3 separate regions of the Mus musculus genome follow, and regions 1 and 3 are each linked to region 2. The links are chromatin contacts, called in public HiChIP or PLAC-seq maps. All regions are on one chromosome and are shown on one strand. The core of a region is the stretch at or near the end of the contact, and the rest is flanking DNA. Distances in the headings are between cores, read along the strand shown.

Evidence for each region. HiChIP or PLAC-seq counts read pairs in DNA pulled down with a chosen protein or histone mark.
Region 1: an HNF4G HiChIP or PLAC-seq map of pancreatic cancer cells shows a contact between it and region 2. The contact joins two enhancer-like sites. A contact is called at or near these places in 2 of 39 promoter capture datasets (hippocampal neurons and pre-B cells), 1 of 15 datasets of contacts at CTCF or cohesin (large pre-B cells), 1 of 115 datasets of contacts at active chromatin or transcription factors (pancreatic cancer cells) and 1 of 9 other capture datasets (embryonic stem cells).
Region 3: an H3K27ac HiChIP or PLAC-seq map of extraembryonic endoderm stem cells shows a contact between it and region 2. The contact joins two enhancer-like sites. A contact is called at or near these places in 2 of 39 promoter capture datasets (the C10 cell line and pre-B cells) and 4 of 115 datasets of contacts at active chromatin or transcription factors (the NIH/3T3 cell line, extraembryonic endoderm stem cells, pancreatic cancer cells and 1 more).

The regions. Positions count from the first base shown.
Region 1 is chr10:116,190,207-116,194,172 of GRCm38.p6, forward strand. The region is part of intron 6 of Ptprr (protein tyrosine phosphatase, receptor type, R); the gene reads left to right. Among named protein-coding and RNA genes, the nearest start is that of Taf7l2, 78 kb to the left of the region's middle. Within about 2 kb of position 2,320, at least 64 of the 459 cell types and tissues checked have an H3K27ac peak or open chromatin away from gene starts, as enhancers often do. A contact at or near this core is called in pancreatic cancer cells, where this site is marked.
Region 2 is chr10:116,994,981-116,999,476 of GRCm38.p6, forward strand. The region is part of intron 4 of Best3 (bestrophin 3); the gene reads left to right. Among named protein-coding and RNA genes, the nearest start is that of Gm46182, 10 kb to the left of the region's middle. Within about 2 kb of position 1,436, at least 137 of the 459 cell types and tissues checked have an H3K27ac peak or open chromatin away from gene starts, as enhancers often do. A contact at or near this core is called in the NIH/3T3 cell line, extraembryonic endoderm stem cells, pancreatic cancer cells and 1 more, where this site is marked.
Region 3 is chr10:116,265,232-116,269,232 of GRCm38.p6, forward strand. The region is part of intron 13 of Ptprr (protein tyrosine phosphatase, receptor type, R); the gene reads left to right. Among named protein-coding and RNA genes, the nearest start is that of Ptprb, 34 kb to the right of the region's middle. Within about 2 kb of position 1,795, at least 88 of the 459 cell types and tissues checked have an H3K27ac peak or open chromatin away from gene starts, as enhancers often do. A contact at or near this core is called in the NIH/3T3 cell line, extraembryonic endoderm stem cells, pancreatic cancer cells and 1 more, where this site is marked.

The DNA of each region.
Region 1 (3,966 bases), core at 1,070-3,569, 800 kb before region 2:
GTCTTTTTTTTTTAAACAGGCTAATTTTAATTAATACCATGCACTACTAATTCTACGCAGTGTAACATCATCCAGAAGAAGAGCTGTAGCATCCTGTCCTTGTGGGCTACCTCCTTAGCATGTTGAGATTTCAGAGAACATGAGGTTAAAGATACATGTATTCATTTAACTGGAGGACACATTTGAGAAGAGAGAAAAATCAAGTGGTATCTTACACATATTTGAGGTCTACATGGAAATACTATTAGAACAAGAAAGGCTAGAGCCTTATTCATAGTAAACTGCTCCCATATCCCCTGATCTGTAATTACAACCATTCCTGAATCCCCCACTCCCAATGGCTTGCCCTCTCAATGCAGGAGGAATCTGTTCTCTCCACAAGTCTCCCTGCCCCTCCTAACCTAGGAGCATACTTCATCGTGTATTTGCTCTCTGTCCACCCTAAAAGTTAGTTTTCTTTTATATCAAAGAACTTCCATTCCCTTAGGTCACACATTCTGTCCTCTTCGTCTCTCACGTTCTTCTGATTAGTTGATGCTCGATGGTCTAACTTCCCAGTGCAAAGCACATGCTTCCAGTTTCTTCCTGTCTAGCATGAAAGGCAGGCTGCCCATCTCTTAACATCTCTCCTCTCGTCTACTAGCCATTATTTGTACTAACTCTTGAGTGACCACTTTACGCAAGACTCTTCAGGGTCTCATTCTCTACCCCTCTGCCTCCTGTCTACTCTAACCTCAACCATTCCTCGTGCCGATGCTTATAGAGATTCTGACCCATGCACTTCTCCTGGGGTATTGCTTAAATGCAAAAGAAGATGCTTAGCAACAGAACTCAAAACCTCCATCAAGGCATTTCTCTTTGTGAATCCTGAATCCTAGGAACCTGAAAAACATCCTCAACCTCCTTCCTTCCCCTCTCACAGTATATGTAAACATGGGAAGATCTGTCCCCTTTCTCTTGGGAGCATCTTCTTTCTAATCACATCACCACTGAGGATTTGGGGTTTCACAGTCCTCTTCACCAGAGTCACACTGACCCTCCCACCTCCTGCTCGGTTCTCCTCCAATCCATCCACAGACATCTCAAGCAACAGTAGTCTAAAAATACATTTGAATGCCTATTCTTTTCAAATGCCTCAGTATCTTCACATTTCTTTTCTGGAAGAAATTGATAATTCCTCTACATGGAATATGACACACTCTCTGGCCTAAATTTTGCCAGCCTCTGTCCAACCTTATTTCCTGCTAAGTACCCATGCACATCCATCCAGCTGCTGTGGTGTTTTTCCAGGCCCAGTTCCAAACTCTTCCATGAAATAGTACTTGCCTAGGCTCCCTCTTTCCCTATCCCTATTTGCTATTCAAAAGTACCACCCACCATCGATCGCAGTAACAGTGAATCTGTGTCTACAAATCAAGGAAATGGGAAATAGTTTTATTTCTCTGTTGCTCTCACTGAACTTTTGTTCTAAGGCCCTTCCCACCTAAATGGCAGAAACTTGATCTCTTCCCCTTTCTGATTGACTCTACCTTGGCCACCGTTGCTTGGGATTTCATCTAGATTTTTAAAGGATCTTCCCAGTATACAATGTAAGAGGCCCATCTGCCATGATACTATCCATCCAAACTGTCACTTGGTAAAATGTCCATTACATCCTGTACCCTTATAAAGTTACCCATGGCTGTTACTACTTGTTCCTCTTTTCTATTCATGCAAGTTCCTCTGTCTCTAGTGATGACTTCCTTTCATTCCCTCTCTTCCCCTTTCTAGGCTGTATCCAACACATTCTGAGGTACCATCATATTCTCACTAGTGACTACTATACCTCGAGTGAAAATCTAGGAAACTTTATCCCAAGACTCCTTTCCTACAGCACCTTCTCCCAGTCACTTTTTCTCATGGTTCTACCAAGAGTCAAGGTCCCACTTCCCCAGGTCTCAGCCATGAAAGACAGTGTTTTGCCCATGCGTGTGCTGCTCTCAAGTCATTCCAGCTAACACTTCTTCCTCCCCTGTGTCCGTGGATTCTTTCTCTGGCTTCGTGAGTAAAAATCTCCACTGGTGTTGGTTTTGTCTTCCCTTCCTCTGGCCCCCACACATTCAGATGTGTTTTTCCACTAAGGATTTGACCTTTGAAACTCAAAGACAGAGCCCATGTTTCTCTGCCTTCTGCTTTCACATTTCTTCCTTAAGCAGTAAAACACCAAACAGCTTGACAGCTTGAAAACAGGACCGGTCCAAAGGTGAGGGGCGGGGCTTGGAAAAGTGGGGAGAGAGTTCACGACCACATCCTCTGGAGTGACTCACGGTCATTCCTCACTATGACTCCGTGCCTCGCCCATGGAACCCGGCACTAACCGGGAACCAGGAACTTCTCTTCTGCTCCCTTCTGCACTGGTCCAAAAGTTGATGTGTGTAGGTTGCCTAAAGAACTCTTGTGTGTCTTGTCACTCTCCATTAACTGACCTGCCAGAGCCAATAGACTTTGCACTTCTGGAGGACACACATATTGTTTAATGATCGCTTTATCTCTTATAAAGAGAGTGTAATCTCTGGAGAGCAGGAACTCCCCGGAATGAATGAATTTTGTTTCTCTTCTGCTTCCCCTTCCATCTTTCTGCTTCCGTCTGTCTCTGCCAACATGGCGCAGTGGGACTCTTTAAGAGCGATAAAATATGGCTCCTGAACAGCATGCCACCCAGTCACAAGAGTTTTCTGGCATTTCATCTTTAAGCCTTAATGTCTTGTGCTTATGTATCTTAAAATTGCCTTTTAGAAAGCCTCGTGATTTCCTTTCCAGGGCTTGGTCCTGACGTAAAGTAATACCCTCTTTATTACAAGAAAGCCTGGCTATAAAGCCATGAGATCATAAAGGCTGCCTTATGAATCAGCTGTCTCAAAAGACTCTTGGGTCATGCCAAATAAATCTCTCATCCTTGGTATCAGTAGTATAATTTTGTTAAAATGTAAGTAAAATAAGATACAGAGACTAGATGTACATACTTAGATAAGTATGAAAGTATACACTGAAAATTATGAAGATTGAAAATCCATAAAATTTTAGACATAGTTGTTTTATCTCTATTCCCAATTACCCCTAAATCATATTGATTCTTCCTTCTCTACTTTCTCCTCCTTCATAGACTCCTTACCCTGGGCCTGGCTTGCATTACTTCATCTTTTAACTGAATTTTCTGATTATAAAAATGCCATAAGAATTCATCTACATTATATATCACCTGCGCGTTGTATTTAAATACAATGTCTAAATCTATTTTTTCTGTGTCTAAATCTAATTTTTCCCTCTTTTAAATCATATTGTATTCTCTCCAGGCTTATCTTCCTAAAACATAGCCTACTATGGAAAAGTCCCCCAGTCACCTAGAAGACAAGACATCTTTGCCTGGAAGATCCTAGACAACCTAGTTCTCTTTTTCTCTCCAATTCTATTTGCTCCTGGCTTTATTGTACTGCCAGAGCCATAAAAATTTCCACAGTAACAAAAGCAATGAAAAAATGGCAATAAAATGATCCATCCATGATCTTCTCCTAAACTCAAGCCCAACTCCTTCATTTTATTATAATTTTTCCCCTGGGACAGTCAAAAGCCCTGGCTTCTGTCCCCTCCTCCCTCTGGTGGATACATTTTGATAGGTAACAAATTTTTAAAAACTTTTAATCCTTCTCCTGTTGATCTCCCTCCAGGAGATATGAATAAAGATCATGACTGAGCGAATGCCAGGGCATAAACTGTATTAAGAACTCTAGAATTGAAAGCCTGCATTCTTTAAATCAGCCCCCTGCCGTGAGAGCAGAGAGTCAACTCTTGCACTCTCTATCCAATGGCAGTGAAATCTCAAATCTGCTCTGAGGTCAGAGGTAGGGCTTCGTGAAGGCTTAGCTTGAGACGCAGATCGTTGTCCAGGTGGTTTGTGCACAGGATGCTCTAAGGAGAAGCCTAGCAGGG
Region 2 (4,496 bases), core at 186-2,685:
GAGAGAGGGGGCGTGGAAAATGCCTGGATTATATCATGAAGAACCTCTAAAGGAAGGGCAGCCCAGCCCCTAGGCTGGAAAGTTCAGAACTGGGGGCAGGGTTTGTCAGGTAGGGACTGAGGGATGCTGGGAGAATCTGGAGGCCAGATCTGATTTGATATGTAAACTATGCACCTCAGTTCCTTGTCCCTGGGTCCTAAATCAAACCGTAAGAAAGTTGTGGGGTGCAAGGAACTAGTGGAGGATCCAGGCAGAAGGTTGAGTAGCCTGGCAAACACACAGGGGTATTGTGTGAAATGCCAGGATCCAAAACCGAAGTAACCGCCTGCTGTCCCCCCAGTGTATATGTAGGATAACTTCAGAATAACTAGCCTGAACCGCTCCTGGGCAGCTTCAGTTTCTTACCCTACCACTGACTGACCTCTTGTGCATCTAAAGTGCATTGCCCTGGGCCCCACTTTGAACTTACTGACCATAACCAACTTGAACCTTTAGATGTCATGCTTAGACCCCTCAGTTAGACACGCTGCCATGTCTCTCCCTCTGTCTCTGTATTTTAAGACAATCTTGTCACCTAGCCCAGACTTGTCTCTCATGGGATCAAAAATGTACATCCTCATTCTTGACTCCATGTCACTTTCCTGCACAGAGGTTGACAAGCACTTAGTCTTTAAGGGGACGCTTCAAAAGCAAACAACAACAGAACTCTTTCTGATTCCTGGCAAAAAAGGAAGAGGGAGAGGATAAGAGCCATCACCACTAACAAATACCCACAAAGAAGACGTAGATTTAGACCATAGCCTTCCTGGGGACTGAGGAATTCTAGGGCATGCCCTCGGGCAGTGAGTCTGAGTAACTTGTTTATACATAGCTAGCATAGTTCTTGGTTTAAAAGTCTTAGTTTCTTAGGACTGGATGAAGGAGACAAAAAAAAACAAAAAACAAAAAAAACAAAAAAAAAAAAAAAACAAGAGATTAGATGGAGCCAAATCTTTCTTAGAGCTCATGAACCTGTGACTCATACCAACCATAAAAGGGCCCCATTGATCCTGGGACAATGGCAGATAGTGGGGGCTGCAGCAAAAGGGTTGTCCCAAGTTCAAGGCCAGCATGAGCTACAGAGTGAGTACCTGGCCAGACAGGAGTACATAGCAAGATGATGCCTCAAAGGGCAAAACAGAAATGAAGGGGGCGGGGGTGCCTTTATAAAAGGGGCAGAGGATGCTGCTCGTCTCAGGAGTGTAAAGTGTGAGCGCGGCTTGTGTAAGGCGTAGAGCCCCTGTGCTGGTTGGGAGAGCAAAGGTTCCAAGCTCCTGAACTGCAGGAACAGACCCAGAGGCCAGCACTTCCTGCTGCCTCAGCCAGCACCCTCCGTCCACAGCAGCGCTGACTCATGCAGCGTCTGGCTCCTTCCCCCATGGACAGAGCTGACTCAGAGTGTCACCAAGGCTCTGTTCCCAAGGTGTCCCAACTGGACACATGCCTCTGCCACTCCCTGACTGTCCTTTGCCTGCCTGCGCCAAGGATTCTGGGAAGAATAGGAAGTTGGAGATAGTGGAAAATATTTGGCAGATGTCCTGAGTCCACAGTCAGGGCACCTACTCCTGCCTAAGGGGACAAAGCAGTGGTAACTTATGCCACTATCCTGCACTCTGGGGGCAAAATAAGTGGGTAATGCCGATGATAGAACCACAGCCACACACATACATCCCACCCCCCCATACATACATATATACATACATACACACACATACACACACAAACATGCATACCCATATACACAAATACAAACACATATAAACACCCATACACACATATAAATACACACATATATATACATATACACATACACCTAAACACACACATATATACACACATAAATGTAAACACACATACACAAATACACACATAGTCACATATACACACACACACATACACAAACACACACCTTATCTACCTACTACCCTACTTAAAATCACCTGTAAGAAAAAAGTATGTATTTCAAACTACAGTGCACCTCAGTTAATGTTAAATCCAGCGATGACAGATGTCTGTATCTCACAAGATCCTAGGGGCAGTGGTAAGTGGTCCCTGCCTGAATCAAAGGCAGAGAGATACTGAGAGTTAAGATGGCTTCCTCAAAAGCTCTGCTTCCCACTGCTTCCTGGAGGGCTCTGGCTTGCACAGCCTCCCTCAGGGGCACGGGGAACAGGGAAGGGTAGGAGAATGGAGACCAGGGGCACAAGGGAATACGGGAGGATGGGAGAATGGAGGCCAGCTACCTCCTCTGAATGTCCAGCTGAGCCTGACAGGCCAGGCCCTTCCCTGCCACTCTCTGAATTCCTTTATTTTTAAATGAAACAGTAGAGTTTTTATTATTCTGAGGAGTAGAAAGACCCCACCGCATGGTACCAGGAAGATATATCTGATTTGTTATCACAGGTTAAAGTTCTCAAATTAATAATAAAAAGCTTGTATTTCTGCTTACGCTAGAATTGAACTAGAAGTCAGTCAGTTGTGTTACAAAGCCCCTGAAGTGGGGGGAGGGGGGAGGGCGCAGTTATTTATCAGGAAGACTGCAACAGAGGCTCTGCTACTTTGCCTGTGGACTCTGAAGTTGCTCTGGAAAGTTCTAGTCATTCCAATCACCTGCCCTGGAAAATGTCACTCGTCCTAAGCTAAGTCCATAATCATGGATCTTGGCTAACTCCGGGCATGACCTTAATCAAGTTTTTATATTTTAGAAGCGAGCTGAATCCAAATCTTCACCCAAGACTTCACGAGTCTCAGGGAACAAAACAGGTCTCTGCCATGAAACTCATCAGAAAATTACAAAATAGTAATTCTCTGCAAAGAAACTCACCAGAATCGGAAAGATGGAAATAGAAAATTACCAACCTACTCTTGAGAGAGTAAACAGTGAAGCTGGCAAAAGCTACCAGGCACTTGCTCATTCGATAGAACTTCACTGGGGAGGGAATGTAGTTGGTTGGTAGAGAGCCTGGCCAGCATGCACAAAACTGTGGATCTAACACACACACACACATACACATACACACACACACACACACACACATATACACACACACACACACACACACACACACACACACACACCCTTCCCCCTTCCACTGAAGAGCGCCAAACATGGAGCTCTAATGGCAACACTGGGCGGGGTGGCAAGTAGAGACTATTGGAACAGGAGTTCAAGGCTATCCTCAACTACATAGTGAGTTTGAGGCCCACTTTGGTCGTATGAGAGCCTGTCTTAGAGTTAATTAATTAACTAGTTTACAAATAAGAGGGTGGAAAGATGGCTCAGCGATTCAAAGCACTTGCTAACCTTTTGAGTTTGGTTTGGCCTGGATTTGATTCTCCGCACCACGTGGCAGCTCAGAACTGCCAGAACTCCAGTTCTAGGGAACCCAATTCCGGGTTTCCCTGAGTGCCAAACATGCCTGCAGTGCCTGTACATTCATGCAGACAAGGATTTATACACAGAGAAATAAATAGATAAGCAAATACATTAGAAAATCTTTTTTAAGAAAAAAAATTTTTAAAGCACATTTAGTGCACACTGAATGTCAGGCAATGGGAACACAACTTAAGGAAGAGCATCAAGGTCGCTGTGGACCAGTAACAATTACCATAGCTTTTGTTCTGCACTAACCATCGTCTGAGGCGAGCACACACATTTACAGCTGAACTTCGTGTCTCTATCATGTGTTTCTATCTCTTCCCCTAAAGCGAGTGGTTCCCTCTTGTGCTCCGCTAATAAGAACATTTAAACATGATAACCTTTCAAGGAAAGCGCCCCGTTTCTTTTCTTAAAACCCTGGGGCCTTAAACAAAGTTCTCAGAGCTTCTCCCGGGACCAGTGGAGTCCAGACTCCTCCACAGTTTTCAGCGTCTGACTCACATAACATAAAATGCCAGTGAGCTCTGGGCCTCCCAGTGGCTGAGGAGAAGAAGCCATGACTTAAGATGCACCTGCTGCAAGACCGGCCCTATTTGTGTTTCTGGCTTAACCAGATCATATAATCCGGGACCTCTCCCTGAGAAAAACACTTGGGTTTTGTATATTTATTCCTGCCCTTCAGCCGGCTGTCATTTTCTTGGGTGTGTTCCTGGTTCTCAGGCTCCTAGGGCTACTTTAAGTGCCCTTAGAGGAGAGGTGGCCAACGGCACCGTGGTATTCACACCTTGCCAGCTTCCTCCACTGGCTGAACTTTTAGAGGCTGAGTCAGTTATTCCTATATTCTCACATGACGAGCCCGGACAGACAGAATGTCATCTTGTGAGGGAAACCTGGCTCACTGTGTGCATTCCTTGCTTCACGCAGGAGACAAAGCACAAGGCAGAAGTGGCCCTCCTTAAACTCATGGCCACCATGTGTCAGTAGACAGCCTCCCTGGTCAGTGACTACAGTGGACGTCTGTCCACCCCGTAGTTCCGAAAGCATGACCACAGTCATTGAATTGTTGAGGGATTTTTTT
Region 3 (4,001 bases), core at 545-3,044, 730 kb before region 2:
ATTCCCAGAACATCTAGAGATGAAATCCTGGAAGCTGGTGTGTGTTTTCCTGACATCCTGGGTTTTGAGAGCCTAATAAGAGGCCCTCTTTGTAAAACAGGTTTCACAATGGAATCTTCCAAGGATTGCCAGGGCAACCTATTTCTTCATTCCGGCTAAGAGATAATTGGACTTTAGCCTACTTACTCAGTGGTGGGAGGGATAACTTTCAGGGAGAAAAAAAAAATCTTAAAAACGATGCTCGAGCTAGTTCTGAGGATGCAGGCTAACTGGAAGAGAGCTTGCCCCGTCCCCCCGCCCCCAGTTCAATCCCCAGCACTACATAACCCAGGAATAGAGTTCATGTTTATAATCTCAGCACTTTAGAGTCCAGGAGATTAGAAGTTCAGGGTCATTTTCAGCTACATAGAGAGTTCAAATCCAACCTGGTATATGTGAAACCCATATAAAAATATTAGAGCTGTAGTTGAACTATTACTTGCTCTGTGCTGGCTTTTATTCCCAGCAAATACTTCAGGCATATAGCCTGCTATTTCAGAGAAAGTATCTACATTCAAAAAACCTGGTCTGAGGGGCTGGGCTCAGTTGGTAAGGCATCTCTTATTTTATTTTGATTTGATCTGACTTGATGTTGTTTTGTAAACCTGAGGGTCAGAGTTCAATAATCAGAACCTGTGTTTAGAAAAAGTTGCATGTGATAATATGAGTTTGCAATCCCAGTACTAGAAAGTTGGAGACATAGCCGGGCGTGGTGGCACACACCTTTAATCCCAGTACTCAGGAGGCAGAGGCAGGCGGATTTCTGAGTTCAAGGCCAGCCTGGTCTACAAAGTGAGTTCCAGGACAGCCAGGGCTATACAAAGAAACCCTGTCTCGAAAAAAAAAACAAAACAAAACAAAACAAAAAAAAACAACAACAACAGCAAAAAAAAAAAAAAAAAAAAGTTGGAGACACGTAGATTTCTGCAGCTCACTGGTCAGTCAGCCTATCCTATCTTGAAAGTAAAGGCCAATGAGAGGCCCTGGTTAAAAACAACAACAAGTGGCTAGTGTCTAAAGAATGTCATTTGAGGTTGTTCTCTGGCTTCCATGTATATGTGTGCATGTGTGCACGTGAACACACACCACAACACCACAAAATACCTGATCAAATTCAGGGATGCTTAATGTTTTAGGTGTCCCTTGCTTTTGATTTTCTTTTGTTCTGTTTTGCTTTTGAGACAGGGTCTCTCTACCATGTAGCTCTGTCTTTCCTGGACCGTCCTCTGTAGACCAAGCTGGCTTCGATCTCAGAGATCTACCTGCCTCTTCATCCCCAGTGTTGGGATTAAAGGCGTTCCCACCACACCAGGCTTTGTTTTGTTTTGTTTGAAACAGGGTCTCATGTGGCCCAGTCTGGCCTCAGGTTCCCGATCATCTGGCCCCCCACCTCCCATGTACTGGGTTTTACAGACTCATGCCACCACACCCATCCAGAGTCTCCTTTCTTGACATGACATCTGCTGGAAAGACTCTAGGTGCAGTGGCTGGCACACCCCACAGCTGGCGTTGCACCGGGCCAGCAGACTCGGCCTCTCTTGACTCACGCCAAAGCTATCGGAGCTTTACCCAGGAGGCTCGTTATTTTCTACACCTTTTGTTCTAAATTTACTGTACCAAACTTTACCAAAAGAATTCCAGATTTGAAAATAATAATAATTAAAAAAAAAAAAAGGATTGAGCGTTCCATTGTTAGCCCAGAAGTGAGTCACCCCTGCAGAATTCCCTCTGTCTACTGATTAGACCGGATACTGGCTGGGCGGTGCAGCAGGAAAGGCTCTGTGTGTGTGTGTGTGTGTGTGGTCACAAAAGGTCACAAAGCTCTCCCCTGGGTATCTCTGAGGCTTGGAGAGTTTTTGTCTTGCTTTTTTTTCCCCCCAAAATACTGTCTCACTTGCAAAGCGTGGGCAAGGGAGTCCTACGTTCCCCCTCTTTTAGCTTGAGTCCACCCCCAGCTGACACAGTAACGTGCTTCCCCAGCTGATTTCTGGGTCTGACAGAGCCAGTGAGATTCTTGAAGGCATGTCTAGAGGGATAGCATATCTGCATCCTTCTGGGCTGGTTAATTGTCTTCCTATTCTATGGCCACCCCACAGCACCTCGACAATGAATGTGGCTACTTTGTTTCCAGAGCATATGACACAGACAGGATAAACAAATAATCTAGTATCTGTACCCTGGTTTTCCAAGCGGGCATAGCCAGAACCTCACCAGGGCTTGGGAGTGAACCATGGCAGTCCCAGGTATAGTGTTAAGTGGATAGTGATTGGAAGAACAAAGTTAGGCAGCAGTTATTTTGTACTTCAGCACCAGCAGCCACTGTGATTAGCATTTGTGAGTTATCTATTAATCCCTGCAAACCCTGAAGCCTTATTAGGTAACACATTCATTTGCCCAGCCAATACTTTGCTTTTCCAGAGCATTTGTGGGTGTGAGCAGTGGAAAATTTCTCTCAGACAAAAATCTTCCACCGGTCACGGATGAGAAAAGCCACCCAGCACGCAGTCACATTAGTGACAGGTTACAATACTGACAGGTTCTCTTGATCCCTGGCTCCTCCTCCTCCCTGATAACACTGGGAGCTAGGGACTCCTGGGGTTTCTGTGACTGTCCTGCAGCTAGACAACCAGGTACTCAGACACATTTAATGCTCATAATGAGATGACATCTGTCATTCATATTACTTCATAAGTGAGAAAAGCCAGGTTGTGGGGGAGGAGATAAGTCAGAGCTTTCCTGTGATCTCAGTACTTGGGAGGTTGAGGCAGGAGGATTGCAGGAGTTCAAGCCAAGCCTGGGCTATTTAACAAGACTCTGTCTCAAAATGACAACAATAGAAACATCAATTGATTGAGTCACGAAGCTAGTAGGTCTAAAAGGAAGAACTTATGCCTGAAATCTGCCAGGCTCCAAGCCTACTGCTTCCTGTTGTACCAGGTGCCTCCTCTATAGCTCTGTCTCTTTATGTAGACATATATCTGTATCATTTCCATCCAGACTTGACCAACCTGGACCAACTTGTTCTTGGCCAAGCTTGTGCTTATTCTTCAAGGATACTATTCATAAGGTGGTATTCACAGGCACTTATCTTAGCTTTACCCTAAGCATTTTAAATGGATTATCTCTCTTGCTCCTCACAGCAGGGCTAAGTCGGGTAGGTCCAACTGTTGTGTAGCCTCTGTGGTTTTGCATATGAAAAGACTGAGCTCAAAAAGATGATGTAATAAGATAGTAAGTCATGGAGACAGGATTTATCTTGACCACAGTGTGTGCTGAGTTTGCTCTTGCTTTGTCTTGGCCTCTTAACATACTTTGGTCCCCATGGGTAATGAACTTGACACACGTGGCTTTCCAGACCTTTTCAAACACACAACCACTGGCAGAAGTAAGAAGTTCTTACCGTTTTCCGTTTACTTTTCTTCTTGTCTTTTGAGATAGTCATCTGTGTTATTGCTGGCCTTGATCCTCCCCCTCTCCCTACCTGTGGGCCTTAGATGACTTGATTTTTCTTGTATTTATACCTACTTAATAGTAGACACAAATTATAACTTAACCTATGGTACTTCATAAACCTTGAGTTTGTACCTAAGGAGAATTCTTCAGTTCTACAGTGGACTCTATAAGGAACAGTGCTCCACTCCACCCTTCTCTCTGATGGATAACAGTTTGCAGCCTCTTTTCCTAAGACTTGGAACCACTGTAGAAATCTTTTGAAACCTAAACTCTGGCTGACTGTAAGCTATGACCTACTAGAGGTAATAGATTCTCTAGTGTCTGCTCTGTTTGGGGTTTGATTTGGTTTTGTTTGATGATGGCTACTTTCAAAGTAATGGATTGGAGGGGCCCTGCCCCTTGCCTTCTGGAACCAGTTTACATTAGGAACTGACTGTTTCAGCAAACCCATGGAGCTCTGTCTGACTGAAGAGGTGCCTAACATCAATTGTTGTTAAACTGGACTGGGG